Linked DNA regions of Zea mays: region 2 is linked to region 1. The links are chromatin contacts, called in public Hi-C maps. All regions are on one chromosome and are shown on one strand. The core of a region is the stretch at or near the end of the contact, and the rest is flanking DNA. Distances in the headings are between cores, read along the strand shown. Region 1 has its middle 4.5 kb from the start of LOC103650469. Region 2 holds the start of LOC100192924.

The links. A called contact is a pair of places that touch in the nucleus more often than the background predicts.
Region 2: a contact with region 1 is called in a Hi-C map of bundle sheath, with 3 times the contacts expected there. The contact joins the promoter of LOC100192924 here to the enhancer-like site in region 1. A contact is called at or near these places in 7 of 25 Hi-C or Micro-C datasets (bundle sheath, endosperm, leaf and 1 more) and 1 of 3 datasets of contacts at active chromatin or transcription factors (leaf).

The regions. Positions count from the first base shown.
Region 1 is chr3:119,377,979-119,381,096 of Zm-B73-REFERENCE-NAM-5.0, forward strand. No RefSeq gene overlaps it. Among protein-coding and RNA genes, the nearest start is that of LOC103650469, 4.5 kb to the right of the region's middle. Within about 2 kb of position 1,438, at least 16 of the 20 cell types and tissues checked have an H3K27ac peak or open chromatin away from gene starts, as enhancers often do. A contact at or near this core is called in bundle sheath, leaf and tassel, where this site is marked.
Region 2 is chr3:119,456,815-119,459,870 of Zm-B73-REFERENCE-NAM-5.0, forward strand. LOC100192924 reads left to right here and starts at 1,327. Exons shown (of 3, transcript NM_001138108.1): 1 at 1,327-1,725; 2 at 1,888-2,223; 3 at 2,346-2,934. The coding sequence starts at 1,451. The coding sequence ends at 2,427.

The DNA.
Region 1 (3,118 bases), core at 188-2,687:
TGTACTGTTTCAATCAAACATATGTAAAATACATAAGGATCGGAGGTGCGGCACAAATAAAGAGATAGAAAAGTAAATGTACGTGATAGTTCGTCTACTGTGAATAACTGTGTTCAAAATCAACTGGGCAAAGACAAAGAACTATAAAACCACTTGAACAAGAACAAATTGGAGAGCAAAGGCCGGTAAGCAGTTTCGTTTAGCTCAGTATTTGCAAACTCCCAATCCTCATAAAATGAACCCAAACTCCTAAACCTGCACTATATAGTAGTAGAGAGGCATAGAGCGCGTGATGATAGACGTGACATTGCGTGGTGGACGTACACGCTCATGGAACTATTATGAATTGGAACGACGTCGCAGTCTGTGTGCACGGGCGGGCAGTGAAAGTGACACGTACGTGCGTGTGGTCAGTGGTGTGGGCGATCGACCAAACCACGCGCATGCACGCACGCACACGCTCGATCTCTCTAGCGTACGTGTTGTCTCTGTCCTAGCTATAATATAGCAACTGATTAGCAGTGTAGTTAATTGCGACGCTTACGTTCAATCTTTCGCACTGACGCTGACGCCTGTTGGGATAAGATGATTAGTAATAATTACTACGTTCACAAATAACGTCTATTTTATTATTTAACTATTTTTTTGTTATAATCGACACGGTGTCTCTAAGCATTTTATAGCATATCCAAGACCAAGAGTAACTTAAATCAATACTCTATCTTAAAATATAGAGCTCAACTAATAAAAATAACTGTAACATTGTATTATTTTATGAAATTTTTATCAAAAGCGTATAGGACACACCATGAAGTGAACTAAATATATTATACCTATATTAGTGTTCTATCTTTATTACAACTGTGGCTATAAATTAAACACATACCTAACTTAATTAAACATGTCTAACCTTAGATGTGATAAACTGTAGCAGCAGCGAACTAAACATGCTCTGAGTCCATCTCCGGCGGCTCATAAGCCCCTCCTCTAGGCTAAATTTTAGAGAAGATTATTTAAAATTACTGCTTCTCAGAGTACCTGCTTGTTCGCGTGTTTTTCCTAGATCTTGTTAGCGCTAAGATTTATTTTAAGAACGCCGATAGCTGCTGGATCGGATAAAGGTAGCTGCATGCCTACTTACCAGCAAGGCCGTAGTCCAGCTAGCTAGCACTACCACTACATCCATATCGACAGGTACGTACGGTACCCCATAAAATTCATGGCAAGACGTTGACGCGTCACGCACGAGAGCCAGCTAGCTGCAACAACAATCCAAGGTCCGTTGCATTGCAGTTGCAACTAGCTGATGATACATATGCTACCTATGCATGCATATATATATATGGCTAGCTATAGCTAGCTAGTACTACTCCGTGGTATGGACGACTAGCGAGCCCAGCTACATTCTTGCGACGACGTACGTGTCGATCTCACATGCGCACATACTGTACTGTCCAGTACTACGTGTCCACACGCTAGTTACTGCTACCAAGCACTGGAGCAGCGCATGCACGCTTCTCGTTCTCTTCTCCGTTGGCCAGCTGCCGATGCATCCAGCTATCGTTGCATCTTCCATGCATGGGATGGTATAGCCGTATAGGTATGCATGTACGTACGTATACGTGGACCACGCGATCCCGGGCCCATGCATGCATGCATCGTTGTCGCACGTATATATGCACGTACCAGTACCACGCGAGCCCATCTTCGCCTGTTGGGTCGTTAATGGATGCACAGTGTGGGCATGGGATGGATCGGAGTAACCATGCATGCATGATTGCGCTGCATCTATCGAGCTGTATCTTTCAAGCCACTTCTCGTCTGCTCGCACTGTCCACTGTACGTACGGCGTGGTCCAAGGATACAATTTTAACCCCTAAACCTGAAACCCAACCGATATCCGATCCGACGATGGGTGTAGCTACGGGTGAAGGTTTTGATCCGCGGGTACGTACTACAAGAATCCTAACGATTCCTGTCGGCCAAGTTAATTCCCATCGGTCAGAGAAAAGGCCGACGGGATAAAGTAACTTCCGTCGGCTAACCCACAGCCGACGTGGATAAATTAACTCCCGTCGGCTCACACACAGGCCGACGAGGATTACCTTAACTTCTGTCGACCAGAGCGTAGGCCAACGGGGATTACCTTATTCTCGTCGGCCCCGTACTCTGGCCGATGGGAATTAATGTTTTATGAGCAGGGATGAGCCCGCGCGGGCTCATTCCTCTCCTCTGATCTCTTCCTTGAAATCGACCGCCGCCGCCGCGCCGCCCCAGCCGGTCATGACCACCGCGCCGCCCCAGCCGGCCCCCATCGCCGTCGCAAACACCGGCGCCGACCGACGCCTCCCCCGCCGGCCACCATCGCCGCCGCCCCGACTGGCTCCCTGAGCACCGCCGTCGCCCCCGATCGCCTCCCCGAGTGCCGCTGCCGCCCCCAACCGCCTCCCCGAACGCCGTTGCACCCGCCTTGTGCCGCCTTGTCGTTGAGGTATACATCCTTAACTGTGAATGCGAGTGTGATTATAGTAGTTAGATATGTGTAGATGTTTATTTTCGTCGGATTTTTATGGCCGACGTGAGTTAACTTTCATGTGATTAGAGTTAGTTTAAAATTGTTAATTGATAGTGTTCTTAGTTTTCATATGACTTTAAGCATTATACTTGCTATTTTTAATATTACATGTGTGGCTTGATGTTAGGTAAGTATTAATTAAATTATTATAGTAGATTTAAGTTATGCTATTAAATTGTTGAATTTGATGTTATTTATTGATTAGATTTAACTTATAATATTAGGATGATGTATGAAGGTTTCGATATGATAAATTTGATGTTATGGTTAATAAATTTGATGTTCTGAAAATATTATTTAATTTAATGGATTTAATGTTGTAAATATTGTTTATTTTCGTCGGTTTTTTATGGCCGACGGGAGTTAACTGTAGTGCGATTACAATTTATTTAATATTGTTATTTGTTAGTATGATTTGACCTAAATTTGGATGTTGCAAATATTGTTAATTGATGAATATCATGTTAATGTTATGAATGTGATGTTATGTATATATAGTTTTACTACTTACCTATAGATGTATGTGTGATGTGTAGAAACATG
Region 2 (3,056 bases), core at 77-2,576, 79 kb after region 1:
GAATGAATTTGAACTGCCCAATTGGTCCATATATCTAGCGCAAGTCATCCAAAGCAAGGATGAACGACAAGGTAATCCAAATCAGACGACAATTTCCAGAGGTTTCTGCGTCTGGACCACCGCAGTATGACATCGATCCCATCACCAAATAAAATCATAGCTTACCTGAAGGGGGGGACCATGCATGCTGGTGTGTGTTCCACACAACAAAACAAAACAAGAAAAAGAGGAGCTTTATTTAGTGGTTAGCTAAAGGAACATCACTATCTGTGTGTGCAAAATTAACAATCCTTTCCGATATATATATATGCATGCGGTATCCAAAGAGAGATAGAAATTATATAAGCAAGGCATATCTGTCGTTAGCGGCTTAACGATGCTTTCGCGAGGCGTGTTTTCTGGGTAATAAACAAGCCACCCCCCCCCCCCCCACTAGGGCTACTGCCCTAGGTAGGCCCCACTGGCCAGCCAACCAACAAACCTAAAGAAAGCGAGAAGGCTCGAGAAAGAAGGGACAGGCTAAGGCCTAGTGGGAAGAGGAGAAAGAACGTATGTACGGGGGTGCATGGATGCATGATGCATGGCCATAGAAGAGGGAGATGAGAGAGAGAGAGTATAGATAGTATTGTATTGTATGTGCAGATTAGAATCGAAGATGCTCCCCGATATATCTCTAATAATGCATGATCGCATGCGTCCTAATCATGTCATGCCTGCCTGCCTATTTATAATTGTTAGTAACAACCATAGCGGCATCCTTGTAGTAGTGCATGGATTCGGGTGCCGGCCCGTATACTCAACTCGCTCGTTTGGCGCCCGGCAGAGACCGGGCTTTAGGGTTCATCCTTGCATTGCTGTAATAAAATCCATGTCGAGAAGACGGTCAGAAAGAACCTCAAGACCCGAGTGTATGTAGCTTTTGGTCATCGGATCGGAGCCTGCGAAGTGCGTCCACAACCCGCCCGCCCGGCAGTATGTATGTACACGCATGCGAATGCGATGGGCCGCCTAACCCGTGACCCGACGGATAAGCCGTGGGGCCCGCGATGGCCACTGGCGGAGTGTGGGGGCGGGTGGGCGGGCCGGCCTGTCCCTGGTCGGCCTGGCAGGCCCACCGACGGCTGCACCCTGCTCCGCAACCCACCCCAGCGGTTTGTACGCGCACCACACGCACACCCATCGGCGCATGGCTGGGCTCTGGCCTGGCCTGTGACCTCTGGCACGTGTGTGTGGCGGTGGCGGGGCCTCGCACGCCCACACGCCCCTCCCTCAGGCCTCACCTCTCTATAAAACATCACGCCGGCCAAACCACACGCACAGCGCCAAGGGCACCACCAGCAAGGACCAAGACAGAGCACAGCGCAGCTCGTCGGCCTCTCGACGCCGGTTGCTGCAACCACCGCCTTTATTGCCCACGCGGGCCGTGCGGAAGAAGCAAGAAGACACGCCAATGGAGGTCGCCGCAGCATCGGCAGCGAGCTACGGATTCAAGGCCGACGACGACGTTGACAGCCTCAGGGCGACGGAGCTCAGGCTTGGCCTGCCGGGCACGGAGGAGAAGGAGGAGGCCGAGGAGCCCCAGCACAAGGCGGCACCGCCGCCGCCGTCCACGCCCAGAGGCAAGAAGCGCGACGTCGTCGCCAGCAGCGGGCCCGAGGACGCGCCCAAGAAGCGCGACTGCGAGACCGACGCCGACGCCGACGCCGCGCCGCCGCCGGCCGCCAAGTGAGTAGCGACTACAGCGTTAGCGATTCGATGCTTCGGTTAGTTCACGGTCACCACGCACGCACGCGCGCGCGCAGATCAGGTCTGCAGCAGCAAGCAGAGCAGCGTGCAACTCCTGGCGCGCACATGCAGCGGCTCACGTCACGCACCGTCCTTGCGCAGGGCTCAGCTGGTGGGATGGCCGCCGGTGAGGTCGTACAGGAAGAGCTGCTTCCAGCAGCAGGCGGCGGCCAAGAACAAGCCGGCGGCAGCCCTGGCGGAGGAGGCCCCGGCCGCCGGCGGGTTGTTCGTGAAGGTGAGCATGGACGGCGCCCCCTACCTCAGGAAGGTGGACCTCAAGATGTACAAGGGCTACCGCGAGCTGCGGGAGGCGCTGGAGGCCATGTTCCTCTGCTTCTCCGGCGCCGCCGACGCGCCCGCCGTCAACCCCTCCGACTTCGCCGTCACCTACGAGGACAAGGACGGCGACCTCATGCTCGTCGGCGACGTGCCCTTCGGGTAATAAGTGCTTGCCAAACATATATACTAGTATTTGATATGCATGGAGATTGTGTACGTCTATATATATTTGGACGACGGTATCTGATTCGTTGGTTTTTCCTCTACTTTTGTCTCTGCAGCATGTTCATCAGCACCTGCAAGAGGCTGAGGATCATGAAAGGGTCTGAAGCGAGAGGGCTCGGCTCGGCCAAGAACAACTGATGATGAGGCGTCTATCGCATGCTTGTGCTGTGCGTGCGTGCATGCGCCAGCAAATTCTTTTGTTCTTTTGGGGTCTTATTTCTTCTCCAAGGCGTCCCTGCATGGGTGTGGGCGTGTGGTGTTGAGTATTATGTACCTTCTCCCCTAGCATTGTCTGTGCCAACAATGGAGCAGCAGCTAGCAGCAAACCAGAGACATGGCGAGGCGAAAGATGAAGCTGCTTGCTTGGAAGGAGAGAGAGAGAGAGAGAGAGAGAGAGAGAGAGAGAGAGAGAGAGAGAGAGAGGGAAGCTTTGTGCATGCGTGGAATGATGTGTGGTCGCTTTGTTCTTTTTCTTTTGTGCCCCTTGTAGGGGTGTGTGTGTGTGTGTTTAGCAAGACATGCAAAAGGAGTGGAGAGTCGAGTTGAATCTCCATGATGCGTGGTTGTACAAAGCCAAAGATCACTCTTCTTTCTTGTCTATCAGTCTATTGTCTATCTATCGATCAGCAGCCTGGTCGTTGCTTCTGTAATTGCGAGTGTTGAAATTGCAGGGGAGGAATTGTTTTCCTCTCTGTCCCTGGTGAGTTGAGTTATCTATCCGAATAACACGATCGAGGAACTAGTGTTCCTTACGAATGTATTCACAT